4 separate regions of the Zea mays genome follow, and all the other regions are linked to region 2. The links are chromatin contacts, called in public Hi-C maps. All regions are on one chromosome and are shown on one strand. The core of a region is the stretch at or near the end of the contact, and the rest is flanking DNA. Distances in the headings are between cores, read along the strand shown. Region 1 holds the start of LOC103630174 (Putative MYB DNA-binding domain superfamily protein). Region 2 holds the start of LOC103630179 (B-cell receptor-associated 31-like). Region 3 holds the start of LOC100283780. Region 4 holds the start of LOC100282310.

Evidence for each region. A called contact is a pair of places that touch in the nucleus more often than the background predicts.
Region 1: a Hi-C map of tassel shows a contact between it and region 2, with 2.5 times the contacts expected there. The contact joins the promoter of LOC103630174 here to the promoter of LOC103630179 in region 2. A contact is called at or near these places in 2 of 25 Hi-C or Micro-C datasets (ear and tassel).
Region 3: a contact with region 2 is called in a Hi-C map of ear, with 2.8 times the contacts expected there. The contact joins the promoter of LOC100283780 here to the promoter of LOC103630179 in region 2. A contact is called at or near these places in 4 of 25 Hi-C or Micro-C datasets (ear, endosperm, leaf and 1 more).
Region 4: a Hi-C map of ear shows a contact between it and region 2, with 2.0 times the contacts expected there. The contact joins the promoter of LOC100282310 here to the promoter of LOC103630179 in region 2. A contact is called at or near these places in 2 of 25 Hi-C or Micro-C datasets (ear and tassel).

What each region holds. Positions count from the first base shown.
Region 1 is chr6:146,090,190-146,095,237 of Zm-B73-REFERENCE-NAM-5.0, reverse strand. LOC103630174 (Putative MYB DNA-binding domain superfamily protein) reads right to left here and starts at 3,507. Exons shown (of 12, transcript XM_008651258.4): 1 at 3,139-3,507; 2 at 2,289-2,528; 3 at 2,137-2,191; 4 at 1,606-1,663; 5 at 851-945; 6 at 621-724; 7 at 1-85. The coding sequence starts at 2,401.
Region 2 is chr6:146,230,097-146,235,156 of Zm-B73-REFERENCE-NAM-5.0, reverse strand. LOC103630179 (B-cell receptor-associated 31-like) reads left to right here and starts at 2,801. Exons shown (of 2, transcript XM_008651259.3): 1 at 2,801-3,258. The coding sequence starts at 2,976.
Region 3 is chr6:146,421,315-146,426,329 of Zm-B73-REFERENCE-NAM-5.0, reverse strand. It overlaps LOC100283780, which reads right to left and starts at 3,504. Exons shown (of 8, transcript NM_001156679.1): 1 at 2,853-3,504. The coding sequence starts at 3,423.
Region 4 is chr6:146,478,014-146,482,570 of Zm-B73-REFERENCE-NAM-5.0, reverse strand. It overlaps LOC100282310, which reads right to left and starts at 2,394. Exons shown (of 2, transcript NM_001155222.2): 1 at 1,945-2,394; 2 at 1-87. The coding sequence starts at 2,109.

The DNA.
Region 1 (5,048 bases), core at 2,258-4,757, 140 kb after region 2:
AGTTTGATGAGCATGGATGAGCCTGATTTCCTCGTCTTGTGTCCATGCGTCCTTATTGATCCCAGGATTAAGATGGTTGTGCCATCTAAATGAAGATGTCACATCGAAATGTTTCACATCAGTAGTTATCTTCAAATTAATGTGGTTTGCATGTTTGCAGCTAACTAACAGTTTGCATTACACATGCCCCAAACCAAACCCACGGAGAAACAAATTATAGGCATGCCATTTCATGATATTTAATACATCAAACATCTCAAAGCAATCACAATTCATTTCAAGAGTAATTGCACATAAAATGAATACAATATCAATAAGACTATTAGTGCATTAGTTTGAGTGTATATGCAAATGAATATATTTCATCAGTTACTGTTCAGACTTCAGAGAATTTATCTGCATAGTAATCATCATGAGACGAGTAGACAACAATAGTTACACTTAGTATTGTTTTGTAATTTTGAAAAACCAAAGTTTCCTCTAGTTAATGTGGTACTCCGATCAAATGCACAAAATCATGACTCCTATTTTCCATAGAAGCCAAACCACAAATTAATAAATATTTGCCCAGCACTTGATGTCATCATGTAACACTACTACAAATATCTTTCATGGCATACCTTTCCCGACATTGCTTTCCAATACGTCCAGGAAGAGCTTGGGCAATGGTCGACCATTTCTTTGGCCCAAGTTTATTTACCATCTGAGTAATGATCTCATCTTCCTGAAAAATAATAAAATAATCATGTGGCATATTATATAATTCAGTAAAATAGCCTAAATGACATCAGTTTGTTTCAAGAAAATGAAATAAACACCAAAGTACCAAACAGAAAAATGTAGAACTTACTTCTTTCGACCAAGGCCCTTTAACAAGCTCAGGGTTCAAAACCTTCTGCCATCTATGCAAACATTGAACATCAGTCCTACCTGGAAAACATTCAGCTGCGGAAAAGGAAGTAGTTCATCAAGCATTAGTTTCACATAAAGATTCTCATTGATAAGCAAGGGGAAAAGGATGGAATAGTAGCATGAAAATAACCGAGTGACATTATTGTAAGCAATTAAGAACGATGTACAGTCATTGACATGAGCAGAAATGATACAACCACAAGATTCAAATAATGTTTTGTGCACCTAATTTCAATTTCTTGAAGTATATACGTGATAAAACAGAGTTATGCGATAACAACGAAATAAAAATAAAGGTATGTAGCATGTGCACAATTTATGAGCATCAGGGGCAATTATTTATCTAACATATTCAAATTATTACATCATAAACATTAACAAGATAGCCACATCTATTTAGGCCTTTATTTGGTGCTAAAGTTTTAGCTTCGAGCTAGTGCATCAAACTAAGTTGACAGTTCTAAAAAAAGGTGGTACTACATTCCATAATACAACACTACATTTTTTAGATCAAGACTTGTAATGCAAATCGCAAGAAAACAAGATGCATGTTAGCAAGCAAAATAAGTAAGTATCATTGTATATGGTCAGTTTATATCTGGATATATGATGCTTCAAAAAGAAATCAACAGCCTGTGCTACATAAATTGAGAACAGAGAACATATGAACTTTGTATTAGCTAAAGAATGTACCTATCTTTTTCCAATTTTTTCCCTTGTAGGTTTCAACAGCTTTGCGAAGTATGTCATCCTACAATTGAGTAGTTGTGCCCATCAAACCACACCAGTAGATAGGCAAAATATGATCTAATCACAGATAAGGCCATCTTTGACACGGTTTCATCATGCAATGCTTAGCATATAAAAAGAACATTGCCATCAAATAAATCTTTGGTGCTGATGTAGGCATGTCACTGAACAGTGTTACTGTATGTAATGTTTGATGCAAATGAAAATAAATGCAGCAAGAGAATCAATCCCTGCCTACTATTAACTATAGTATCAACTACAGTAGAAGAGAGTATGGTGAAAACTGAAAAGTTATATATCTGTATGATATTTATCTTTTGCTATGTAGAGAAAAAAGACTATCTTATTGAGAATGGATGTTTAGCATAGCATTCAACAAAGCTACCTAAGATAGATTATTTACTTCATTATTCAAATGTTGTACTGAAAATGCATGCTATTAACGAATTTAGGAAACCAGAGTGCCAACTTTACCTCTTCTAGAGTCCAGTTGCCCTTGGATGAGCGGCGTGCTGGACCAGTTGTCCTCCTGAAGCCAGAGATAAACAAACATGTATAAGAATTAAGAAGGAATATGCATAACGTAAAACCTGATGAGTGGTTCCATTAAGCGGATAGAAATTCACCCATTGGATAATCTCCCCCCTTTTTGAGGTTCCTTGCTGACTCCTCCATCAGGAGGAACAGAAGGAGCTGAAGACTCTGTGCCCTTCAAAGTCTTTCGCTCTTCAGTTGTCATATTAAGTGAAAACAGAAAACTGAATCTCCACTTAAAGCAAGGTAAGGGCCCAAATATCCATCCCAATGTTAAAACCCTCTAAGGTCTTCTAGCAGATTTTTTTCGCTTGGGGAGAAGTGGCCATTGTCTGCCAAGAGGGGGGAAGGGAACAAAATTGAATCATGTAAACAAAATAACAAATAGTCGAAATTATAATACAGAAATACACAACTATGAAGATACAGTGATGCATCGTGATTTTGCCATGATAGACATGCCCTCAAATTTAACCACAAGATATCAATTTTTTACAGTGAGAAATTAACAAATCCGAGTAAAATTTGGCTAGATTTGAGAATTCTAGAACGCAGACTATAAAAAGATAAACATCTACAAAGGAAGAACAAATATATAGTCTTTCAAAATACCCCCACATCCTCTCAGTCCCAGTCCTCACAGGAAATCAATCCCTCTGTAAGGCTCTGCTGGCGCACCACCGGCGCTACCGCCATTGCGCAACCCCACAGGCCACACTCACCCACAAACCCGCCACGACAAACCCATCTCCACGGACCACGGCTGCTTCCTCTCGAGCGGCTGCAGAATGAACGCAGCGGTCACCCCCAACCACGCCACCTCTTCCGCTGCCGCGCCGAACGGGAAGCCAGGTACAGCGCTGCGCCGCCGGTGGGCTTTGGGCGCAACCAGATCGAGGCAGCAGAGCAGGCGAGAAGGGGAGCGCATAAAAGAAGTCTCACCTCACAGGAGGCGCGGCGCATCAGCTCCGCTCAGCGGCGACCGAACCGCGCCGCCACCCCGATCCGGCCGCCGCCGTGGTCCTCCGGAATCTCGAATTGCGCAGGCCAAAAGGGAAGGCTTTTTTCCACCAAAGCCAATTTTATTAATAATATGGGGAAATAGGGTCTTGGCTTCTCTGGGCGTCGCTCTGCTTGGGAGGTTTTAAATTTCGCAGCGGAGGCCAACGAACGGGGTAGGGTGACTGGGTGACAGAGAGGAAGAACTGAAGAAGCACGGAGCGGAGGGGCAAGGACGGTTGGGATGTCGGAATCGATGTGAATCTGAGCCATACGGGCGGCCAGTGCGACTGCCGCTTCGGGGCTTTTCAAACGCCAACGGCTGGCCCTAGCTCTGTTTAGTGTTGCTGCCTTGCTGGCCTGCCAGTTACCTAGTTTTACTATATCACCGCGTAGATAATGTTTTAATTATCGCGAATTGTTATCTTTTTGTTAGTCGTGAAAAATATATAGGTTTAATCCTGTCTTGTTATATCCGACCGGTCATGGTTATTTTGGTAGTATTTTATAAGGGGAACAATTGGATCTATACCATTAAAAGATCCAAACTTTAGATATATACCATAGACCCCACATATCATTGACTCATGTGGACCCACATGTAAGTGAGATAGTAATGGTATGGATCCAAAGTGGTGATCTTTTAACGGTATGGATCCAAATTTCCCTTTATAAGGTGTTTTGATTATCTTAAAATATGGTGCTTATTTTTAGACCTTGAATTTTGTGTTGAATTGTTGATGCCTCTCTTGCTAACATGGAACTCTTTTAAGGCCTCGTTCGGTTCGGTCGGTTTGGTCCATTCCAGCCTTTGTTCCGGATAGAATAAAATGATCTGGTTAGGAATTACGTCGTTTGTCCAAAAGATGTTTGTTTGAACCTGAATCAAAAAACAAGAGTGATACGGTTTGGAGTTTTTCCTTCTACCACAGTCTGGTACGAATCCAAGTATGCTGACCTCTCGATCCAACTTGACGAGCGTTGGCAGAGGACGAAATTGGGCAACAGCTATCGTGACCGAAACTCGAGCAACAACAATCCTGGCCAAAGCGAACAACCTTCAATGGACCACTAGTTTTTATTTCAGATTCAGATCCATCCGTGACCAATTTTTAGTGAACCACTTGAATCCAGCCTATTTGGCTCTTTGTCTTCTAGACTTGATCTTGGGCCACCTAACACGACCCGCCCAAAAAAACTCGGCCCAACCAGACCCGACCAATACAACGGGCAGATACAGACCATAATTTTTTACCCGCAATAATTATCGATTCAGGTACGGGCCGTGATTTTCGACCAAAAACCCGACCCGGCATGTCAAACAGGAAGGCACGGGCTAGACCTGTTCAAACATCGGGTCGAGTCAAGGTTGGGTCGTGGGGCATTTAGCATGGCCCGTACCCAACCAGTGCATAGTTCGGGTCGGGTTGGTCCTGTCTCCCCGTTTGACGTGTCGGGTCGGGTTTTGGGAGTTTTGGTTTGGTCCATTCTAGATCTGGTTCCAGGTGGAAAAAATGACCCGGATTGAAATTTGGCCACTTCTCTAAATCCTGCTCGTTTGGACCTAAATCAAAAAATGAGAAGGACTCCGTTTGGAGTTTTTCTGAACACCATGGCCCGGTACGAATCTAGGTGTGCTACCAAGGGATCCAATCTGGGTGAAACGGGGGCAACGCTGGCGACAAACGAGGCGAGGAGACGCCGCCGCCAAGTGACGGCGTGGCGGCGCGAAGTGATAGCGTGGTGGCACAGCGCAGCGACGACGGCCACTCTCCCCGCTGTCTTCTCACCGGTAACCACCGCCCTCTCTTCCCTATGTATGGTTTCCTCATCGTGATAGCGTGGCGGCACAG
Region 2 (5,060 bases), core at 1,552-4,051:
AGGCCCAGTCTTCGCCGAGAAGCAACCTTGGCCAGATCGCCACGCCGACCGACCATATCGCAGGAGCATTTAATGCAAGGATCGCCTGACACCTTATCCTGACGAGCACTCTTCAGTCGACAGAGCCGAAGTGACCGCAGTCACTTCGTCGCTCCACTGACCGACCTGACAAGAAGACAGCGCCGCCTGCGTCGCTCCGACTGCTGTGCCACTCGACAGAGTGAGGCTAACAGCAGCCAAGTTCGGCCTCGGGCGCCATAGGAAGTTCCGCCTCGCCCGACCCCAGGGCTTGGCCCCCGTCTCGGCCTCGGACGATGGACTCCGCCTCGCCCGACCCCAGGGCTCGGACTCAGCCTCGGCTCCAGAAGACGACGAACTCCGCCTCGCCCGACCCCAGGGCTCGGGCTCAGCCTCGGCTTCGGAAGACGACGAACTCCGCCTCGCCCGACTTAGGGCTCGGACTCAGCCTCGGCTCTGGAAGACAACGAACTCCGCCTCGCCCGAGCCCAGGGCTCAGACTCAGCCTTGGCCTCGGACGACGGTCTCCGCCTCGCCCGACCCGGGGCTCGGACTCGACCTCGACCTCGGAAGACAGACTCGACCTCGACCTCGGAGGAGCCTCCGCCTCGCCTGACCCAGGGCTCGGACCGACCACGTCACAGGGGGCCATCATTACCCTACCCCTAGCTAGCTCAGGCTACGGGGAACAAGACCGGCGTCCCATCTGGCTCGCCCCGGTAAACAAATAATGATGGCGCCCCGCGTGCTCCATGACGACGGCGGCTCTCAGCCTCTTACGGAAGCAAGGAGACGTCAGCAAGGACTCGACAGCCCCGACAGCTGTCCTTCCACAAGGCTCCAGCGCTCCTCTGACGACCACGACATCACATGAACAGGGTGCCAAAACCTCTCCGACTGCCACGACGGCATGTACTTAGGGCTCTAGCTCCTCTCTGCTAGACACGTTAGCACACTGCTACTCCCCCATTGTACACCTGGACCCTCTCCTTACACCTATAAAAGGAAGGTCCAGGGCTCTCGTACGAGAAGGTTGGCCGCGCGGGAGAACGGGCCGGCGCGTAAGGCTCTCGCTCTCTCCCACGCGGACGCTTGTAACCCCCTACTGCAAGCGCACCCGACCTGGGCGCAGGGCAACACGAAGGCCGCGGGATTCCCCTTTGCCTGTTTTCTTCCCCCCTTCGTGCTCCGTCCCGCGCCGACCCATCTGGGCTGGGACACGCGACGACAATTCACTCGTCGGTCCAGGGACCCCTCGGGGTCGAAACGCCGACAACGACCATTAACATCTCTAAGACTATGACCAACAGATTGTACATATGGACGTGCAAAACACTGTTTTGCACTATAGACTACATATTTATATAGTAGAGTTTAGAATGAGAAATAGAACCTAAACATGAAAACTCCTACATAATCGCTTTGTCTCTCCCTCCCTTCATCCCAATTTATAATTCATTTGATTTTTTTACTAAGTTTAACTGGCTATCTTATTAAGAATTATGATTGTCCTGAATAAGATGAGCCGATCAACGAATTGGATCAAAGGGTATTAAAAATGGTACGGATATTATTCATTTATATTTGAATTCGATACATATTCGAGTTTGGATACTTAATATCAGATCATTATCTGTGTCCGTATTTTCAAAGTTGAATATTTAGGGGGTGTCTGGTTTCTAGGGACTAATTTTTAGTCCCTTCGTTGTATTCCATTTTAGTCTCAGACTAAAATAGAATAAAATAAAGAGACTAAAAATTAGTCTTTAGAAACCAAACACTTCATTAATATGTCGATATCTATTTAAATTTTATCTGACACAACTTGATAATTTTCATATTTAACCTGACTTCAAAGATAAATAAAAAAATATAAAATAAATAATATGAGTCCATATTCAATCGGATACACCCCTACAACTATAGGTGTACATTCGGGCCGCCCGGCCCGGCAGGGCCGAAGCCCGAAAAGGCCCGTAATGTTTGAATTTCGGCCCGGCCCGACCCGTTTGAATTTCGGGTCGTGCCGGGCCGGCCCATGGGCCTAGCCCTCGGCCCACGGCCCAGCCCGTAATTGATTAAACGTTCCGGGCTCATTTCGGGCGGCCCGAAATTATAAAAGCCCGAAATTCACATTACGACCCAAAATTCAATTTTTGGCCCGAAATTTAGTTTTTGGCCCAAAATTCACATTAGAGCCCTAAATTCAAAAAAAATAATAATAAAACAAATAAAAGATAAGACAAATAAATTTGAACAAAATCAAACTTAGTATTTGTATTAAAGTTACCACAGCTATGCAATGACTACCTCGTTTATAAATCATTTTGTTAGAAGGAAAAAGAGTATAATCAGCTCTATACAAAGTTCGTAAGTTCAGTTTATTGTCTAATGTTCATAACAAAAGCAAAATTACATCACATACTCTAATTCAAAGCTACAAAAACATCTAACTAGCATTATCTCTAGCTTTGTGTTATTTATCAAGTATATGAAAGTGTGAAATGAAGTGTGGTTTTAATAAATATATGGGCCTTTTCGTGCCTCTATATGGGCTATTTCGTGCCTGCCTTAAACGGGCCGTGCTCGTGCCCGCCCATGGGCCGTGACCTCGGCCCAAACCCGGCCCGATATAACAGGCCGTGTCGGCCCGACACTAAATTATTTTGGGCCGTACCGTGCTTGGGCCGTGCTTTTTTTTCCGTGCTTTGGGTCGGCCCACCAGGCCCGACCCAAATATACACCTATACCTACAACTTCCTCAGCTTCTCTGATCTCCTCAGACCATTTTATTAGATCTCCTTATTTTAAACTTAGTCAAAATAAAACACAGCCTCACGATCCCCGCACTGCCCGGTGCCCCGCGAGCTGCTCCTCTACACACGCCAGCGAGAACCAGCCCACCCCACCTGCTCGATCGGCGCACCGTCCCGCAGGCCGCAGGGCCGTCGTCAGCCATGATCCAGCTCCTGTTCTCGCTGCTGGCCGCGGAGGCCGCGCTGGTGCTGGCGCTGCTCTTCCCCACGCCCGTGCGCCGCCTGGCTCTGCTCGCCATCGATCGCGCCAAGAGGGGGCGCGGACCCGTCATGGCCAAGACCATCGCGGGCACCATGCTCCTCGTACTAGTCTCTGCTTTCTACAGCGTCGCTAAGATCCGCCGCCGCGAGGGCGAGCTCGGACAGCTCACGCCCACCGACCAGGTGCTCGCCAGTCGCCACCTCCTCGAGGCGTCGCTCATGGGTATTTATGCTCCTCATGATGTGCCTCCCTATTTGTTTAGTTCCTCGACCCCAATTTGAGATCGCTGCACGCTCGTCCCTTTTGTTGGGCTAGGGCCTAGGGGGATAGCTACCTGTTCACCAATTTTGATAGAATGGGATTGACAAGTTCTCTGTCGATGATTGGATTGCAAGTGGTTTTGGTGCTGCACGCATACAGTTTCTGCCAATTTTACTGGATCTTGGATCAAATTAGGAATTTAATTGTCACAAAGATATAAGGTCACCTTTGTAATGCCCTCATATTACTGCATATTCGTGTTTTTCATCACCGGATAACATCATAGAGAATTGCATATTCCTTCATTTCAGGAGAAAAATTGGCTATGAACGCAATATAACTAAACTATATTGCAGTAACATTATTTATTTAGATTCTTTGATGGGATGATGTTATTATTTCAAGCTTTACTTGTTCTATGGAAGCTATGGTCTTAATATTCTCAATTCATAAAACCAAGTTAGAATTTGTTGAAGTTTTACTGAACATTTTGCAAAGACACATTCAATGGCACCACATGCCCACATCACAAAGAACAACGAGAAATGTGTCAATTGACACTGAACACCTTGTTCACATGGAATGCACAACCAAGGGATTTTTTTTGTTGAAATCATGATTAAGTTGTGTTTCTTACCTGTGGATGCTACATAGTTTTAAGAACGTACCTCAACATTTTAACATGCTGTCTCTTGTCCGTACATTATAAAAGAAAATCTGTTAGTGTGTAGGTTGTGTATGGGTTTCTAAAACCCCTCTTCTTCTTAATAATATAATAATACACAACACTCCTACGTATTCGAGAAAAAATGTTTGTTCCTAATTCCATTAACAACCTAAATATATTAATTGAATTTTCTTTCCTTTTGTAAAACATCAAAACACTTGCATATTTGTTATCTTATCTGAACTTTGAGTCAGGTTATATAACGACTTACCGTCCTTTTTGCAACATCGTTGTCTATGATTCATGTCTTCCTTGCATGTTTGTTATCATACTTCGACTTTGCAGTAGTTTGTTTAGACCAAAGACTTCACGGTCACGGTACTGCTTATATTGAAAGCACAAATGTTTATGCTAGCAGAGCCATCCCACTAACGATCATGGGTGCACAGAACAACAAAGATTGCAGTTTATTAAGCCATCCCAGTCTCTTTTTTTAGCTGGATCGCTGTTTGGACTCTATCATGTCACATCATCCACAAAAAAATGAATTTTCAAAAGGAATTCTGTGTGCCAGACACCAGTCATCCTTAAATCAGTCACACCTCCATACATTATCAGCCTATATAGGGACTTAGCCAAGAAAGGCCCAGAGTTCTCTAACTTCCAAGTTGGCTGGTCTTCCCCTTTGTTCATATTAAACTCTCTCCAGTTGTTTCATCATTTCTTCCCACTCCTCTCTCTCAACTTGCCCAAAATTTCTTCTGTAGCTCAGTTGCCACTCTTTGTTTACATCATGACATTCCTGTGCAAATGATAGGAAGTGGTTTCCGTAGGGAGTGTCCTAAGTTCTTAACCACAGATCATTCCAAAATTGGGTTTTGTTCCCGCTCTCCACTAAATATCATTTTCCTCTTTTATGCCACTTTTACGCTATGTAGGACCTGCCAAAACTGTGAGGTCCCTCTGTATTTTAAACCAGGAAACCCCCCCCCCCCCCCCAAAAAAAAGAATTATTACTATTATCATTCCACTTTCTGTAAAATTGCTGCTACCATGCCTCCACCAAGTTGAATAGAAAGTGGTGACAGGGGTTCAC
Region 3 (5,015 bases), core at 2,255-4,754, 190 kb before region 2:
ATTTTCCTAACTCAACCAGCTTGCATGATGGAAACAATGAAGTAAAATGGCAGCCAACACTACAATATCCCTCACATGAAGAAGACTCTGGACCTACAGCAGGTCTTCCAATTACCCTCAATTATCCTGAAGTGTCATTTGCAACTTCAAAATCAAGCCATGCAGTTCGTCGCCAGTGAACTGTATGTTGGTTAGAATCAAGTCTTTTTTATTGCTATTATGTTAGACACCTGATCTTTTCTGCTAATTATATTGATATAGTCATTGCTTGTCCTGCTTTGATTCAAGTAATGGAAAGTGAAAACAGAATTTGAAGTCTTCATTTTTATTGCAATCGATCTAAGATAACAGTGAAGGGCAGGTCCAGTGCAGTGGTGAGAGATGTCTCACTGAGTCACCAGGTTGGGGTTCAAAGCAGCCTCTCCACATTTGCAAGGGAAGGCTTGCCTCGATTTATCCTTTCCCTAGACCCCACAAATGTAGGAGCGGGTCTGCCTGATCTAGGATAACAGCAATGGCAAACATTAATAGCATTGCATGGTACGGTACATTTGTTTACAGTACATCCAATAACAACACTAAAATGTCAAACATTACTAGTGCTCATACATAGAAGGAAAGATAATCTTGAACATTGTCGAGGATTTTTCAACAATGAATTTATATGGGGTGGATCGCGAGATCGAGAATCAAAGGTAAACGCAAAGCGACACGAGAATTTAGATAGGTTCGGGCTCTCTATGCGAAATAATACCCTACGTCTAGTATGCTTGTGGCTATTTCTTATGATCTGGTGTTCTGCCCTCTTGGGACGCCTCATCCACCTTTTCTAGTCCAAGGGAGGCGATTACAGGAAACTTATCTAGCATTGTACCAGATAAGGACTAGGATCGGCCTAAAATTGTTCTCCCTGTAGTCTAGTAGATATATATCTATCTTTATATATGGGTTCCCTTATAGATCAGGATGTACAGGTACCATAAACAGGCCAGAAAATGTTGTCTTCCACTCTTCCCTTCTCTGTCCACGTAGGCTGGTTTGGTTCTGACATGTCGGCCAAGTCCCCAGAATCCTAGTCCGAGTCCCGCAGCCAGATCCAAGTTATCCAGTCCGAGTCTAAGTTCTCCGACTCGGCCTGAATTGCTTGGTCCCACTAGCCAACATCTTCATTGTTGACACTCCTTGGGTGCCTCTGGTATATATCCTTTACAAATACCTTTTCACTTCTTCAATATTCTCATATTAGGTGCTTCATCTGGTTCCCTTGCCGATCAACAGCCATGAACCATCCCACAGCCGATCCAAAAAATAGTTATCACGACATCGTTCACGACCTCATCTTAGGAACCATACATGCAAGGAAGAAAAACAGGCAGCAGCAAAGTACTGGCTGCCTGAAGCTCCTTGTCCGATTTAAATATGCTAGCATCAGTAGAAGCCATACATAGCAGGGCATCGATAGCATCACTTTGATCAACATCGACAAAGGTTTCTTAAAAGTCAGGCACTTCAGCCAAAGAATCCATAACACAAAGCACCTCGCTCATGGAAGAATCGTCAGATTCATCGCATGAAACTAGCACCCAGTTCAGGCCATGAACAAGACCTTGTTCAATGGCGTCGCCCTGGCACTCCATTGCAGTCGACAAAGGTGGTCGTGAGGCATGAAGGCGGGCAGATGAGCCAGCCGACAGGAGCGAGAGATTGCAACGTGCTCCGAGCCTCCGACGGGAAGGGACACGAGCAAGAGGAGGGCAGGAAAGCAAGAGCAAGCACCGACAGACAGGTCATCGAAGCCGATGGGCGAACTCCAACGAGCGGTCGCGAAGATGAGTGCCGCCAAGTCAAAAGGGCCAAATGTGAAGATGTGCAGAGCCGCAAGGCAACGGGACAGAGCCAACAAACGGCGTGAGAGAGGAACAATTAGGTAAAGATAGAAATAACTCTAACCCTAAGTTTTGGCTCTCCATACCATGTTATGAATAGCACTCATATTCAATATGAGGACACTAGGACCGAATATATACACAGACCGTCTACAACAAGAACTCTATATATGAGAGCAAAATAGCAAATACAACAAGGACATTTGCATAGGCATCTAACAATGTGCACATACAAGGAATGCCTATTATGCTAAATGTAGATGTGCTCCTTCAAGCCATCACTTCATAGATGTAGAGAAGCTCGGTCAGATAAGGAGAATCAACAACTCCTAACTATACAAGAGCTTGATTTCAGTAAGTCCAATTGCTACACTAGCATAGCTAATATTCCAAATCAAACTACAATGCTTTTCTGCAGTGGATTCATTAACCGAATAAGGTCAAAGATCAGCACAACAAACATAAAGTATAACAGCATTAGGTGCCCAACCAATGCAGCTGAAAATAACATAAGTAAAACTCACAGCCATGGATTATTCAACCACAACATACAAAATAAAGTATACACCCTACCATAGTAGGGCAACAGGATAGAACAGGCTAATTTCAAACATTAATAGAAGTGGACTAATCAGTTAAATTTCATCAACTACAGCTTTAGAGTCCATAGCGAAAGGTAGTATAGCCTAATGAAAAACTTAAACATAAGCAAATGGCAAATGAAGTTCTTGTGGATTCAAGACCAAATTCCCCGTTTGTTTAACAACAGCCTTACCACTTGTTGACAACTTGAGTTGCCACAGTTAGGTCCGCACAAGTGCACAACGTTCCAGTAGTAGCATACGCACATTTAGAACGAGAGATATGAAGCAAACCTTGGAATGCTGCCGTATGAAGGCAACGAGTAGAAGCAGCAAGAACGGCAATATCTGAACGCGCATTTAGAAAGAGAGATATGAAGCAAACCTTGAAGATGCTGCCGTATGAAGACGACGAGTAGAAGCAGCGAGAACGGCAATATCTGTTCGAACCACCGCGCAACGTGGTGCACGTCGTAGCGCTGGTACGCGCGGTCCCCGCCCCCGTTCCCCGACGTGCCGGCCCCGCCACCGTTTGCCTCCGCATCCGTAGCGCCTGCACCCCTGCCCGCAGCGGAGGCCTGGTCAACCTCAGAGCCGGCGGTCGCCTCGATCAAATCCTCGGACGAGGTCCCCGCATCCGGCCCGCCCGTGGCCTCCGTGTCGCCTGGGCCGCCCTGAATCCGGATCGAAACCTCCCCGTCCCCAGCGGCGGCAGCGGAGAGAAGACCATCGACCTCCGACGCCGACAACGGCGACGAGGGCCCCGCGGACGGGTGGTGCGCCGCCAGGGCAGGGCCGGACTGGACTACGCCGGAGTACTCAAGGAGGGCCGCGATGGGGGCCTGGAGGAGGCTGGAGGCGGAGAAATTGAGGCCATATCGGCGGAGGCCGGAGGGCCCGACGCCAGCGCCCTGACTGGGCCCCCAGCGATCGGGGCTCACGGGGGGTGGGTCCATCGCCGGCGCCGGCGAAACCCTATATGCCGGCGTCGCACGCGAAGCGGGCCTGACGACGCGGAGTCCTCTGGAATGAGAGGGAGATCCCGTTGGCTTTGCTTTGGTTGGTCTTCTTCGCCTTCGCCTTTTGGTTTGGTTCGGCGTCTGCCTTCACCGTATCACCATTCACCCTCCGGCCAAGTTGGTTGGGTTCATCCGCACGAGTAATATTCCACGCAGGTTCATCTGGAGTTTTTAAATTAGAGAAAATCATCTCCACCTAGATAGACACACTCAACGAAAGGAAAATTCTCTTTCTCAATCTCCAACAATAGTCTTCTTCTAACAGGGAAACAGGGGTTTGCAGCCATCAAGCTAGACATGAAAAGCCTATGATAGGGCTGAGTCGACTTTCTTAAGGCCCTGTTCGTTTCACCTGGATCAGCTCATTCACTGCAGAATAAATTAGGCCGGTTTAGAGTTTGGTGTTTATGTGACCCATTGAAGTTGTTCATTTTGGCCCAAACTAAAATCAAAACTGACTCTGTTTAGATTTTTCGCTCACTCCATGATCCGGTACCAATCCCTGTCTCATCCCCTCCGGATTGCATCCCCGACATGACACCCGACGCGAGACGGGCTAAGCAGGGCAAGGCGTTGCGCAGGTGAAGAAGTGGTCGCGTGAAGCGGCAGCGGCGCGCAGCCCCGACGACGACGCTCCCCGCTGCCTTCCCACAGGTAAGGTGATGCTCTCTCTTCCCCTCTCTCATCCTCGCGTGTTCTTGATGTTGTTGAGCACCACGACAATGGCGTCGATGGGGATTCATGGATGACGGGGATGCAGGTGCGTCCCTAGAGCTCCTAGTCCCCATCGCCCCGTTCTTGTGTTCTTATGTACGTGCCCTTAGTGTTGTCCATTTCTTCAGCTTCTGGAATAGGGTTTTGTCCATATCTGCTTCAGTTTCTGAAAACACTCATACTAGGTTTCTGTATTCTATCCATTTCTTCAGTTTCTGAAATGGCGTTTACAAAACAATTAATTGTTAGTATACATACATTTCAGATTCTCAAGGAATGGGTGAGAGCACCTAGAGGGGGTGAATAGATGATCATGCAAATATTGCTCAAAACAACACAAACTTGGTCTAAAATATGAGTTAGAGTAAATCAAAACCAAGTTTGGATGAGAAGATGAGAGGAAGGAAGACTCTTCACTTGATTGCTCACTTGAGATGTGTATTAAACTAGGAGCAATAAATAAATGAAAGTTTATACTCAAAGGAAGATAGAAATCGTAGAAAAGTAAATGGACAAGAGCGACATCGATTTTTTTCTGTGGTTCGACCAAAGCCTACTCTACGTTGTGGTGACCTCCTTTAGTCAAGGGTTGGACTCAACCCCTCTCAAGTGATCCAAAGATCAAACTTGAGTGTCACAGTTTTCTTCGTATATCAAACTCGTTTGTGAGGAATCTCCATAAATTGGAGTCTCTCACACCTTACACAAGATGATCACAATCCAAATCAAAGTAAGGGAGGGAGTCGGGTACACAGACACGAGCACAACGCAGCAACAACACGCACAAATGCAAAGAAGAGAGTGCAACAACAAAA
Region 4 (4,557 bases), core at 1,145-3,644, 250 kb before region 2:
TCCACGGTAGTAAGCACTTGTAATTGCACGGTACCTTTCCTGCCCAGCTGTGTCCCAGATCTGAGCCTTTATTGTTTTGCCGTCCATCTGTGAAAGAAGATAACGTAAACTTTAGACGATGTACAAGTAACTGGAGCAATAAGCCATGTTCAGTGCTCACAAATGCTCAGGATTTTGCATGCTCGGTATTAAGATGAGAAATTTAGGAGAAGTCATCGGTTATAAATCCACATCAACAGTAGCTGTCCTGGCTAAAATAGAAACTGTTCAGTACTTTACAGGATGGCAATGACAGTGTTATCGAAGGAATCACATTGTGAAGAAACACGAGAGAGGAAACGGGCCATCCATTAAACTGCTGGAAAAATATTACGACGACAGTTTGGTCTCACCTAACACTACTGACAGACAGGATGCCGCAAACAGACTGGAGGCAGTAGCTGGCACATCAACCTATCAATCAATCTACATCAACCAACTAAATGATACACTCACTCCAAGAAAAAAAAATGCAATTCAATGTCATGTTTTATACCTTAAGTTTCAGCAATTAAAGATAAAAAAGATACTAATGTTTATATATCAAATAAATACTATTAGATTACTTATTTTATATTAAATTGATTTAGCATTTTAAATGTCAGTACAATTTTTTTAGGAATTTGATCAAATATAGACCACTTAAACTGGCACCGGCCTTAAGCAAAATGGCTCACATAAACTCAAAACAATCTCTATGATATGACAAGTAACGAAATGGCAACAACTAAAAAACTAGCTAGGGAGGGAAAGACCGTCTTCCCGGTATTATATTAAGAAGAGATCGAAACATGGTCCCGACCGAGAAAATTCCCGAACCCAGGCTGTCACCGTCCACTCTGTAACGGCCCAGCCGGAGGGTGGAGCGCAGGACGTAACTCGGGAGCGGGCGGGGCACAGCGAGGAGATTTTTTTAATCAAACCCGAAATTCGCTCCCGAGAGGGATTGAATCCGGGACCTGGAGGTGCTAGCCTTAACCATTAGCTAGAGGCCCTCCATTATTTCAAATTATAAGACATTTTGATTTTCAAAACATATAGCTTTTTATACACTTACATATACACTATATCTAAATGATAGGTAAAGTAATATATCTAAATAATTATAATATCTTATAATTTAAAATAGAAAGAATATGTAATACCACTAAATTTTATTTTTCAAATTTTATTTTGGATGCCAGTCCAGTTTTTACCTCATTATGAAACTGAATAACAAGCACCCTACAACTGTTGAGAAAATTTTGGCCTAATGGCAATTTTGTAAGTAGTTTTCTAGTTTCTAAAATAATGGAATTTAGTTTGATATCTAAATGTTTATGGTTAATTTATTTCAAATCAGAAAAATATAGAACTAGTTATGTTTTCTTCGTTGGTGTGCTATTTAAAGTTTTTTAGATATTATTTATATTAAATTAAAAGCGTGCATGACAACAAATAACAAAGCAATAGGAACTAAAAAAACCAATACTATATAACATTTTTTAAAAACTATAGTAGTTTCGTATTTTTCTGGTTTATAATAATAAGGATATCAAAAATATAGGAAACAGCCTACAAAACAATAGATGCCCGTTACCGGTTCAATAGCTTAACGTTGGAAATCTGACACGCGTGTAATTTGATTGTTGAAAATGAACTCAAACCATGAAAACAATTATCAGGACAGCTGAAGGAAAAAAAAAACAGAAAATCGATAGAAAGAGCCATTCGCTACGTGTGAACAGGTATCTCCCAATATCACGAGCAGCTTTATCAGGTGGCTACCAACCGCAATGTCGGTGACATCTTTCCAGTCGCCAAGGCCGAGATCTGGCGGGATGGGATCGGGATGAGACCATCCACTAACGCGCGCGTGCAGAACGGCTAGAGAGAAATGGAAGAGGGGAGCAAATGGCGGCAGACCTGCAGGGACTTGGTGGCGAACTCGACGCCGATGGTGGACTTGGAGTCGAGGGAGAAGTGGTTGCGCGTGAAGCGAGAGAGGATATTGGACTTGCCGACGCCGCTGTCTCCGATGAGGACCATCTTGAACAGGTAGGAGTACTCGTGATCCACCCGCCCGCCCATCTCTCCCTTCCCTGCTGCCCTCCTCGTGTGGGAGAGATCTCGTCTCGGCGATGAGGTGGAGAAGGCCAAGAAAGGAAGAAGACGGGATTCGTGAATGAAGGAACAAAAGAGGGGGGAAAAGGTAAGGAGTGGTGGCCTGGGCCGCCTGGCCTTGCGCTGGGTGGTGGGTGGTGGTAGGTGTCTTGTCCGGAAGGGAATTCCGATCCTACGGCCTTGCTCTCTTCTTTCAAGGGCAGGGACAGGGTCGTAGCCTCGTAGGGACCTCCATGACCATGTTCTAGTGGTAGGTCATCAGACATCCACTAGTATCATTTTTTATATACAAATACCACAATGTCGTTCTCAAATCAATCCCAACAGTTCTATAGAAAATTTTTCTCTAAGTTGCTAAATAGTTATTGGAAGTAAAAAATAGCTTGGTCTCCAACAATTCCTCATATTTAAACAATATTTCAATTTTGGATATAGTTTTAGTAGGCCTCCTTCTATAGGATGTGGCTGACGGTAGAGTCGAGGGTAGAGGATATTGAGGACAAAGGAGAAGGTTGGTCTACGTGACATGTTGGGGAGCGACAGTACGACAGACAGTGTGACCTTTGGATGAGCAGTGGTCCAGCAGTAGATGAGTTTGTGTCACGCGCGTTAGACCTAGCTGTCACGCTAGACGAGAAAGAAAAAAAAAACGAGCACGCAGAATATGGCTACCTCGTTGTGCATTTAGGGAGAAAATAAGCACGTATGTATGAAGAAATCACCGTCAACTGCATTTAGGGAGTGACCATCAAGTTGTCAAATCTAGAGAGTAAATGAGGTTGGATAGCGAGTACTAAATTTAACGATTTCATTTGAAGAACTATTGGAGAAGTATTTTTATGCTTACTTCTTAAATTTAAGATTTAAAGAGTTGTTTAGAGAACTATTAGAGTTGCTCTAATCAAACATAAATTACATTTGTATCCATCTCGAGCCGAAGTCTTAAACGATGGTACGCTGAACTAACAATAGCTATGGTATGCCGAACTAACAATAATGAAATAAGGAGCCAAGGCGAATCGAAATCAGGTGGAAATATTAGTTTTTGTGTTCACGTTGAATTGGTTCACCCTTCAAAGATTCATTGAGGAGACACATGAAGATTATCCTATGGTCAGCAAGGTTTGATAGAACACCGACTGTTGAAGACATCTCAAAGCTCCCATAAGAAACCACAACAGACAACATAATCAGAGTGAATTTTCTCTTCTTTCACTTTCGATGGATTCGAAGGTGTTAAGGACAAGGGAGTAAATGAAAAACTAAAGTTGAAATATTTACACAAATGAAACATTGATTTAGCTTGCAAGGGTTTACTCATCTTGCTCTTTTCTTTTTTGCATAAAATAGTGACCGATAATACAAAACAATTTATGAGACCTTTAGAATATTATACCTATGAAGGTCTCTTAAGCAGACTTAGATGCTCAAAGACGACATATCTTTGAATGCTCTTACATACGAAGGCACTACAGGTTCAGGGCATCCAAGTGATCGACCCCTATAATAGTGATATTGTACAACTATTTATAGGGTTGAGATTGCATACACCTCAGCTTAGAATTACAAGAACACCCACTCTTCTATATGAAGACTATATATAATTGGAGACGAGCAATTATGTCCTTTTTTAGGGAAGAAGTGTCATGCTCCTTCGTAACCTTGTTGATGTTTGCGTTTGAAGATGGTTCAATCTTGTTCAAGTTTTGTCTCTTGCTCCTCCTTCGGCTTGCCGTTCATCGATGGAGAGCTAGCCCAAGCTTCCGATCCAACCATATGGTTTGAAGGTGTCTACCTAAAAATACATTAAAACGATAATTTTCATCAAATGTGGACCTTCAGTCAAAAGCCCTCTCCCTAACAATAGGCCCTCGTGTAATTAGTTTGTTTTCTACGATGAGCTCCAACCACGAAACACTCAACTGAGAGTTTTGAACTAAAGGTTTAAAAAATACATGTCTTTGAGTTCGCTATTGAAAACGGGCACTTACCGAATACGTAGTCAATTGAGGAAAATAGAATGCAGAGAACTAGGTCCACCATGAAGTATGTAAGAATCATATCTTGTGTTAAGTCCACTGCTAGGCATGCCACCCCTATCCATCGACATGTGGTGGGTCCTTCGAGATAAATTACTGCTTAACTTCCAAGGCTATTGATCATAAACCAATGCCCTCAAAGAACCATCCCTGTACAAGCAGCAAGAGAAACAAAGTCTTTAGGACTACTACAATAAATTGTTGCTGCTCAAGTAACAACTATCATCTATCAATGACTGCATCGCAATACACTATGCAATAAGTGGCCTTCGGACAGGACACCTGTACAATCAATACACTAGGGACCTGTCCAAGTCACTCCAAGAGTTGTACTAGCTCTTAAAAAATTGACATGTTCTAAGGAGTTGCACTATAG